Linked DNA regions of Mus musculus: region 2 is linked to region 1. The links are chromatin contacts, called in public HiChIP or PLAC-seq maps. All regions are on one chromosome and are shown on one strand. The core of a region is the stretch at or near the end of the contact, and the rest is flanking DNA. Distances in the headings are between cores, read along the strand shown.

The links. HiChIP or PLAC-seq counts read pairs in DNA pulled down with a chosen protein or histone mark.
Region 2: an H3K27ac HiChIP or PLAC-seq map of regulatory T cell precursor shows a contact between it and region 1, with 12 times the contacts expected there. The contact joins the promoter of Fhit here to the promoter of Cfap20dc in region 1. A contact is called at or near these places in 2 of 39 promoter capture datasets (cranial neural crest and embryonic stem cells) and 1 of 115 datasets of contacts at active chromatin or transcription factors (regulatory T cell precursor).

Annotation. Positions count from the first base shown.
Region 1 is chr14:8,663,689-8,668,549 of GRCm38.p6, reverse strand. It overlaps Cfap20dc (CFAP20 domain containing), which reads left to right and starts at 2,260. Exons shown (of 16, transcript NM_028934.3): 1 at 2,260-2,572. The coding sequence starts at 2,552. 4930455B14Rik (RIKEN cDNA 4930455B14 gene) reads right to left here and starts at 2,160. Exons shown (of 6, transcript NR_045968.1): 1 at 2,025-2,160; 2 at 1,539-1,615.
Region 2 is chr14:10,450,577-10,455,437 of GRCm38.p6, reverse strand. It overlaps Fhit (fragile histidine triad gene), which reads left to right and starts at 1,980. Exons shown (of 7, transcript NM_001308286.1): 1 at 1,980-2,069.

The DNA.
Region 1 (4,861 bases), core at 1,011-3,510:
GTGGGTAAATAGGCAGGCTGGAATTGGAGAGGAGGTGGAGGCTCAATTTTACAGCACCAACACAGGCTCTGAAGTCATGAAAGGATGAGAAGGAGAAAATTGGTGTGGCTGGATTCACTTTGGGTTTTTGTTTTGTGTGTGTGTTTACTGCGTGTGTGTGTGTGTGTGTGTTTACTGTGTGTGTGTGTGATGTGTGGCATCTGTACACGTTCATTTGGTGTGTGCACATGTGCATGTGGATCTGGGAGGAGAGCAGAGGTTGACATCCATCAAGTCTCTTTCTCCATCACTCTTCATTTTATTTCTGGACAGGGTTTGTCACCAAACCTGGAGCTCCCCAATTCCACCAGAGTGGCTGGCCAATGCATCTCCGAGATGGCCCTGTCTCCATTCTCTGCCTCCTCTGGATCTGGGACGACAGATGCACTGTCTTTTCCATGGGCACTGGGGATTAAACTCGGGTCTCAATGCTTGTATGGTAGGTAGTGGACTGACTAAACTGACGTCCCAGCCCTGGGATTTGCATTTTATAAAGATATTCTCACCACACCATAAAGTGTTATCAACAGAGTATTATAGGAGGGTCTTATCATAGCTTGGGGAAGAGAAAATGATCTAGCAATCAAAAGCTAAGTCAAAGTAGAGACTACAACGAAGGGCAGATGAGTCGATTTAAGCAGTATTTAGATCGAATGTTTACGTAGTGGATTAAACAGAATGGGCTGGTTATTTGCTATTGCATAAAACTTAACCCAATTCAGTCGTTCCCAATACTTACCATATAAAAAAATCTATGAATTTGGAGTGTTCTCTGACTCAGTCAAAGGGAGGTGATCAATGCTGACTAAGGTGGTTTGAACTATATGAATGGCCTCTGTGGCTGGATTTAGAATCACCAGAGGGACAGACCTCTGGGTGTGTCTGAGGGTGTAAATCCACCCTGAACATGGATACATGGATAGTACCACCCCAGGGGCTGGGATCCTAGACTAAATAAAATGGAGAAAGGTCTGAGTCAGTAGCCATCTCTGCGTTCTGACTACGGATGCAACGCGATCTCATGTTCTTGTCACCGTGCCTTTCTTGTGCTAATCCAGAAATTCACTGCAGAAAAAGCAATTCCGTCATTTTGGGCCCAGTCTGAGGCAAGCTTTATTAGATATTCAATACTGTCCAAGAGATGGCTTTTGGTCAGGACCAATACCTGGAATTTCCCTAGTGAGTGGCCCTGAGACAAGTGTTGCAGAGGGTTTGTAGAGACCAACCTATATAGGTCACCATACTTTTCCATGAAGCTAGTCTTATATTCAAAGAAGTATAACTCCCAGCATCCCAGGAGGTTACCTGGTCACTGAGGATGTGGGCCTTACAAGTTAAATTACACTTGCCATGTCAGGTATTTTGTGACAGTAACGGAAAAAGTAACTAATAAAGGCTTTGCCTGTCTTCACATGCATTCTCATTAGAGACTATAAAGTCGACACACAGGGGAGAGAGGGTGACAGAATGGTGAGCTGTAGCCAAGGGATGGCAATTACCAAAAGGATTCTCCTCAGGTCTCCAGAAGGAATGCAGCCCCGCTGAATCCTTCGTTTTGTATTTCCAACTTTCTGAACTACAAGAGAATAAATTTCTCTCATTCTCAAGACACTTTTGTGATAACTTTTTACAATATCCACAGCAAACTAAAACTCTCTTCCAGGGCTGCTCCCTATCTGTGTTCAAGGCATTCAGCCCAAGTCGAGATTATTTTCACATTCATTTAAACACTGCCTTCCTTCCTTAACACACCGTGTAACCCGGGTGCAGGTAGGACCTAAGGTTTCACAGCTAGCCTCTCAGCGTGGTATCTGGAGCACTCACCTCCGCGTGCATCACTTTGATTAAAGAAGTCTTACCCTTTGAAGGGAGGGGTTCAACGACTTTGAATAAACACCCTCATTTCCTAGCTATTCCCAAACTAACATTTTGTTATTTCTCAAAGAACCCAAGTATGGGAGGATAGGAATCAAAGACCACCTTACCAAACAGCAGTTACCAGAGTTACTACTTAGAGGCGATGTGAAGATACAAGATCTGAGTGAGACCCTGGCTTAAGGAACCCTACACCTTTTGGGCTGGTGAGTTACCAGCTGTTACAGGTGGACAAGCCCCTCAGTTGCCTGGGCAACGGCTCAGCAGCCAGAGGGAAAGCACTCTGAAGGGCTCAGTGCGCAGGCGCCTCCGGGGAGCCAATGGGCGCAGTAGCAAAGCCCCGGAGCGGGCTGCGCGGTTCCCGCGGGCGCGGTCGGTTTGTGCCCGGAGGTAGCTGCAGGGCGGTCACGTAGGTTACACGCAGTCACTCGGCGGAGCCCGCAGGCCGCTGTGCCACCCCCTGCCGCGGCGCCCCGGGCGGGGACCAGAATGGCGCGGGTCGGCGGCTGGAGGCTCAGCTGACTGCAGGCGCGAGGTGCGGAGGCGAGCCCGAGCCAGCGGGGCCCAGAGCCGGCTCTGCCTGTCCTTCTTCAGCCAGCAAACTCTGTGCCTGCCAAACACAGGGCCCTCTGCGGGAATGTTCAAAAATGAGTACCAGGTAACCCAAAAGGACTTCCACACTGGCTTTCTCCTCCGGGGTGAGCTCGCCGGTGTTCTGGTGTGAATCTTCCACTCCGGGGATGAAAAATAGTGGATAAGTTGTCATGACCTTGAGGTGTGCACGCTCCAGCTCAGTGCTTTCCTGTGCAGAATCAATGGTTCTGATTAAAAAGCAGGTCATGACCCTCTTCCATTCCACACACCCGGAATCAGAATCTCCAGCACAGGACCCAGAAATCCTGAGTTGTTAAACACCTGGGGTTTTCACTCTTGATGCCCTCTGGTATCTCAGAGCTAAGTAGAAAAGTAAATGAATTCCAGAATGAGTCCTTTTAAACCCAGAATTAAAGTAAGCACGAGTTATTTTTCCTGTTTGTGACTGCAGCCTGGGGTGCATCAAGATTAGTTGGGGAGTACTTACAGAAGTACAGATTTCCTGGCCCTCCCTCTAGATCTGGAGAAAGAAGATGTGTAGGTGGGGTTTGCCGGTCTACTTTTTAGAGCAACTCCCAAGCTAGTCTGATCCAAGTATTGCATTTGGACAGGCTGCTTTTGAGAGAGAGTTCAGTCACCTTGTCCAATGAAAGGCTTCCTGCACCAGCTCTTCTGCCCTAGGTCTTCTTTACTCATCTCGAAATGAGCGTTCCTTCAGTAACTGTTCCACCCTTTTCTCTGTAACTCCTTCCGTGGATGCTTTGTTCCCCCTTCTAAGAAGGATTGAAGTATCCACACTTTGGTCTTCCTTCTTCTTGACTTTCATGTGGCTTGTGAATTGTATCTTGGGTATCCCGAGTTTTGGGGCTAATATCCACTTATCAAAAAAACAAAAAAAAATAATAACAATAATAATAATATCCACTTATCAGTGAGTGCATATTATGTGTGTTCTTTTGTGATTGGGTTACCTCACTCAGGATGATATTCTCCAGATGCATCCATTTGCCTAAGAATTTCATGAATTCATTGTTTTTAATAGCTGAGTAGTACTCCATTGTGTAAATGTACCACATTTTCTGTATCCATTCCTCTCTTGAGGGACATCTAGGTTCTTTCCAGCTTTTGGCTATTATAAATAAGGCTGCTATGAACACAATGGAGCATGTGTTCTTATTACCAGTTGGAACATCTTCTGGGTATATGCCCAGGAATGGTAATGCTGGGTCTTCAGGTAATACTATGTCCAGTTTTCTGAGGAACCACCAAACTGATTTAAGAGTGGTTGTACCAGTTTGTAATCTCACCAGCAATGGAGGAGTGTTCCTCTTTCTTCATATCCTCAGCAGCATCTGCTGTCACCTGTGTTTTTGATCTTAGGCATGCTGACTTGTATGAGGTGGAATCTCAGGGTTGTTTTGATTTGCATTTCCCTGATAACTAAGGATGTTGAACATTTTTTTCAGGTGCTTCTCAGCCATTTGGTATTCCTCAGTTGATAATCTTTGTTTAGCTCTGTACCCCATTTTTAATAGGGATATTTGGTTTTCTGGAGTCTAACTTCTTGAGTTCTTTGTATATATTTGTTATTTGCCCTCTGTTTGATGTAGGATTGGTAAAGATCTTTTCCCAATCTGTTGGTTGCTGTTTTGCCTTATTGACAGTGTCCTTTGTCTTATAGAAGCTTTGCAGTTTTCTGAGGTCCCATTTGTTGATTCTTGATCCTGCCCCACCTGGGGATTCATCCCATATACAATCACTAAACCCAGACACTATTGTGGATTCCAACAAGTGATTGCTGACAGGAGCCTGATATAGCTGTTTCCTGACTGGCTCTGCCAGTGCCTGGTAAATACACAAGTGGATGCTCACAGCCATCCATTGCTGAGCACAGGGCACCCAATGAAGGAGCTAGAGAAAGGATCCAAGGAGTTGAGGGGGTTTACAGCCCCATAGGAAGAACAACAATATGAACTAACCAGTACGCCCAGAGCTCCCAGGACCTAAACCACCAACCAAAGAGTTTACATGGTGGGACTCATGGCTCTAGCTGCATATGTAGCAGAGGATGGCGTAGTTGGACATCACTGGGAGAAGAGGCTCTTGGCTCCTGTGAAGGCTCGATGCTCCAGTGTGGGGAATGCTAGGGCCAGGAAGCAGGAGTGGGTGGGTTGGGGAGCAGGGGGAGAATGTACGACGCTTTTGGAGGGAAAACCAGGAAAGGGGATAACATTTGAAATGTAAATAAAGAAAATATCCAATAAAGAAAAAAGAAAAGAAAAGAAATTAGCAGTCCCTATAGCATCTTCACTTTGCTGTTAGAGTGTTGTCAGAGTGCCCAGTGGCCCATCCC
Region 2 (4,861 bases), core at 731-3,230, 1.8 Mb before region 1:
GCAAAGTCACTCTTCGTATGGATCAACAGTAAAGCTTTGCTTTAAGCCCATGATTGGGATGTTGCGGTTTAAGTCTGCAGCCCCACATACTTACTGAAGCCCCTGGATTCAAAGAGGATCATGGTGTGGTCCACTAAACTGCTGTCCAAGCCTGGGCTCTTCTCAGTTCTTACATTGCCATCTTCCCAAGTCTGTGTTGCTGGGGGTACTAGGAGGAGATCATAGAGCTTATCCATGCTCTAGCTCATCTTCTTCAACTATGGCTGACAACCTGCAGCGGAACAAGCCCAGTTGCCATGTGTGACATTTAGATGATACAAGCTTAAGCTTGTTATTACGGAGGCTGAAGTTCTTTTCAGTCAAAGCCCCATTAATAAGAGAAGTTAGAGATGAACTCAAAGGGAAGCTTGAGAACAACTTTATTAGAATTTAGAGAACAATGCAGGCTAGGTAAGATTTGCAAGAGATACACCCCAGCAGCCATAAGGACCAGGGAGATGGAAGCACATCATTGTAATGGAAATGCACAGGCAGCTAAATGGCAAAAGGAGAGGTGGCTTCAGAGGGAGAGTGGAAAACCCAGAGAGCAAGGGAAGCCATTCTTAACCTTTGTCCAGTATCAGTACAAAAATAAAAGACAGTAAGTTACACTTGTCTGAGTCAGAAAGCAGCCCAGCGATGCCATGTGCTCTCCCTCCACACGGGCAGCAGTGTCCCCTCAGTGGGAACAATTTCTAGGAAGGACAGGCACAGTGTCTCACTGATGGGGTAATGATCCCTCTAGTCTCCTTTAGGATAGCCTGGAAGGTCGGGTCTCTCTACCCAAAGCTAGAGAAAGAACTTAGAACAAAGATACCGTCACTTTTCCATGTGAGACTGTGAATTCCAAAGCCGATGTTTACCTGTCTTGTGTTACCTGGGAACTGGAGATTGGAAGTGGTTTCTAAAGCTTTAGTTCTCCCAAACCGACCATACAAACCTTTTAGCCCCAGTAGTTTTTCTGGGCCCTGCTGCAAATCAGTGAGGGCAAAGCTAGAGTAGTGAAGAACCAGCCTGTTTCCATATTTGTCTTAAAAGCCATCTTATATTAAAGAAAACTAGGTTTATTCATGTTTATGATTTAAACTTATGTCTCAAGAATTGGGGCCGTGCCTGACCTGTACCCTTAACTACAAATGGTTCTGTTCTCTGTGTTTCAGGAATGGCAACCATATCTTTGTTTCAGAAGTTGTTTATTATAAACTACCTTTGTTCAAAAGGGTTGTTATAGCTACCTTGGCATGACCACTTTGTAATGCCCGAGTTGCCCCCACAGCTTTGTTTTAGGAGACACTACCTTGTCCTGTGTATGTTCTGCTCATGGAACCTAGCCTGTTTTGCCTGCCAAATTCCCCATTTTGGAAACCCTCTACCTGTGATCTATAAAAGCCATGTGTGTCTTCCTCACTTCCAATTCTGACCTATTGAACCCCTGCTTAGGGGGAGGCAGCCTGTACACATGAATCAAAAGGCTTGCTTTAATACATTTCTTGTTTTAGTCAATTTGGCCATGATGATTTGGGTCTGTGGTAGAGATGTAGGGGAGGGAAAGGCAGAGCTAAAGATTTCTGAGCTCAATCAAAAGCTTAAGTTGCTGAAGTCATTTCTCTTGTTGGTTTGCACACCAGAGGCAAAGTGCCTCAGCAGACAGCTGAAGAGCAGGAAGAGGCTCTGTGTGTGTGTGTGTGTGTGTGTGTGTGTGTGTGATCCTTAACCTCCTCACTCAGCTTGCTCCTTCCTGCATAGCATCATTGTTTACTTAGGACATTGAACAACATAATGAAAAGCTCAGGAACGTAAATATGCACACAGTGGATTACCAGGAAATGTGAGCCTCTGCCTTTATCTGTAGAGAAAGGTCAGAATCCTCCGCGAGAGCGGTTTCGCCCCGCCCCCCCACCCTTCACTCCAGCCTTTAACTGCAGCTGATCTTTGATCTCACTTCCTGAGACTCACAGCAGAGGGCTGCCTACCAGTCGTATCTGCTTCCTCCTCTTCCTGTGGATCAGTCCTCTGCTTGGAAAACACAGGTACCCCTAATTCCTAAAGTACAAAAGTCCACTCTGGAGGCTGCTGGGATGGACAGCAGTGTTGGAGGCAGACCTTTTTTGCAGTTATAATTCTCCTTTCTCTGCTCGTGCTGGGGCTTTGTTCGGGCTCTAGAGACAGAAAAGCACACGTGCTCCTCAGCAGAAATTCAAACCGCAACGATGCATACATACTACTGCAGAGGAAGCCAAACCCCGGGGTGGCATGGCCACAGATGTTCTTGGGACTTCCCCTGGTGGTTTCCCAGTGAAATGTGGCCACGTTTTTTGTTATCAGTGTTGAGCCAGTGGAGGTACAGCCCTGCACTGTCACCTTTAACAGCCTTAAGAATTTACTCTGTCTCTTAGGGACCTCACTTCAGACCCAATCAGAATTTGTTGCTTCTACATGGAAAAAGAGTTTTAGGACTAGCCAGGATGGGAAGGAGTTGATGATTGCATTAAAGATATTTTCATATACCACTTTTGTGGCCCAAAATTATGTCTGAGGAGATCACTTCGAAACCTTTTCTTGAAGGCTGGAGAGATGACTTAGTGCTAAGGAGCATTTAGTACTGCTTTTAGATCTGAGTTTACTTGCCTTCTCTTTCATCAGTGGAATGATGACCACCTGTAGCTCTAGCTCCGGACAATCCAATGTCCTCTTCTGGCCTCCAGGGCTGCAGGGATGCACTCACATGCACACACTCACACACACTTAAGTATTTTGTAATAATTAAGGAACACTTTTCTCTTTTCTCTCTATCTTGATGAGTGTGATTGGAGGGCGGCTCTGGAAGTGTGTTTGTTATCTGTGCTTATGCTAGAGAAGGCAACAGTGCAGTAGCACACGAGGGCTTTAGTACAGCCCTTCTCCTGTTTAGCAGGTTCTGGCGAGGTTCCTAGAAAATTGCACGTTTACAGCTGGGGAGTGGAAGAGCCTTCTTTAGGCAGTAGATAATTATGCTGGAATTCTTGCTTCTCTGCTGGGAAAGGCTTCTGACTCATCCTAGGTAAGGTTCTTTTCTCAAGGCCCCATAAGTTTAACTGTCTTTATCCTCCCTTCTCTGTCATTCAAGAGCTCTGTGCAAATGAGTTACCATCCCGGAGTGCAGCCTCATGTGAGCTAAAGTGGGCAAGGGTGCTGAAGAATTTCCACCTTGTCCTTGAGTAGATTCTGCTGTGAGTCTGAGAGCCTCGCACTCAGGAAATTTGGAACTTGATAAATTCATTTCACTTTGGGGACATCATATAGTCACAAATAGGAGAATAGAAGCTACCTTGTCTCGATGTCATAAGAATGAAATGAAATGCTAGTTGAGCATCCATCAACCATGCTGCCCCCTTAGAAGCAATTTCATGGTGGTATTTAAAGAACATTGCTACTACCTGGCTGTGCTTGCCTATCCAAGAACCCATTTCCTTACAGACCTAGGAAACAGCCAGCATTAGTCTCTTTCTGCAATAGGTTATGACAGGGACTTTTGACCTGGATAAGACAGATGCTAAGCATCGTCCCTTATCTCACTTTAAAGATACTGTCTTTTCCGTCCATGGGTTGTTAGGCTTTGGCGTGTGTTCTAGGACATAAAGGGCAAGAGTGGTGTATAAAGGAGGGAAGAAGCCACAAGGGACAAAAGAGACAGCTGATGAAGTTCATGGTCTGTTGGCAGGACAGCATGGAGGTTGTGGATGTGTGATTTTTTTTTACAGTATTGACTGTGGATTTTACTTATCAAGTTTCTCTTCTATGTTTTATTTATCATATATATTATAATTATAAAGTCCCTATGTTATTTATAGACATGTCTACAGGCTAGTGTGCAATGGGTATATTCAATAAAGAGAAAAGGTACTACTTATAAAATACAAAGTGAATCTAGCCTGAAATTTTTGTTTAGAGAATTAAAATAAAAAGATGACTCTGTGTATGTGTGTGTGTGTGTGTGTGTGTGTGTGTGTGCAGAAAGAGACTACTTCAGAGTGCTTTGAAATTGGAGATTTTTTTTGCATATATTTTTTGGAAATTGTTAGCCTATTTAATAGTGGTGATTGTGTTGTTTTTTGCTTTTGATTCCAAATGATTACTTAAAAAAAAACAAAACAACAACAGAAAAACCTATGCACTATAAACTAAAAAAGAGACTTGCAAGTCATATTGAGTATTCAGCAGAAAGTAATCACTTGATTTCCTCTGCCCAAACAATTCTTTGGTTAAGGACCTAACTACAAACTCCCAAAACCCACATTAAAAAGCCCAGTGTAGTGTCATACAATTTAAAATCTTAGTATTGTGGAGGTAGAGACCTGGATTCCTAGCAATCTGACCAAGCCTACTTATCAAACCCCTTGCTGGTCAGAGACCTTGCCTCAAAAAAAGTTGTTGGCACCTGAGAAATGCCAGCTGAGGTTTACTTCCAAGTTCCACATGCAAGAATATGTATGTATACTTCCACACAAACACACACATGCATGAGAGCGACAGACAGACAGACACAGACAGACAGACAGACAGACACAGAGATACAAGGCAGGGGCTGGGGGAGAGAGAGAGAAACATTGAGAGAGAGACATTGAGAGAGCTATTGAGAGAGTGATCTGGTTAGAGAAATACTACAGGTTATACTCTGCAGTTGTAAGTGGATTTTAATGCAACAAACCTTCCATAAGTTCTATAAGAAGAAACCCACGTGGTCAGCTGATCTCATTTCTTCCCAGCACTTTTTGAACATGGGATGCTTTCTTTAAGTAATGTCTGTTAAATCTTCCATAGCAACCTTGGGGAGTGTTATCCT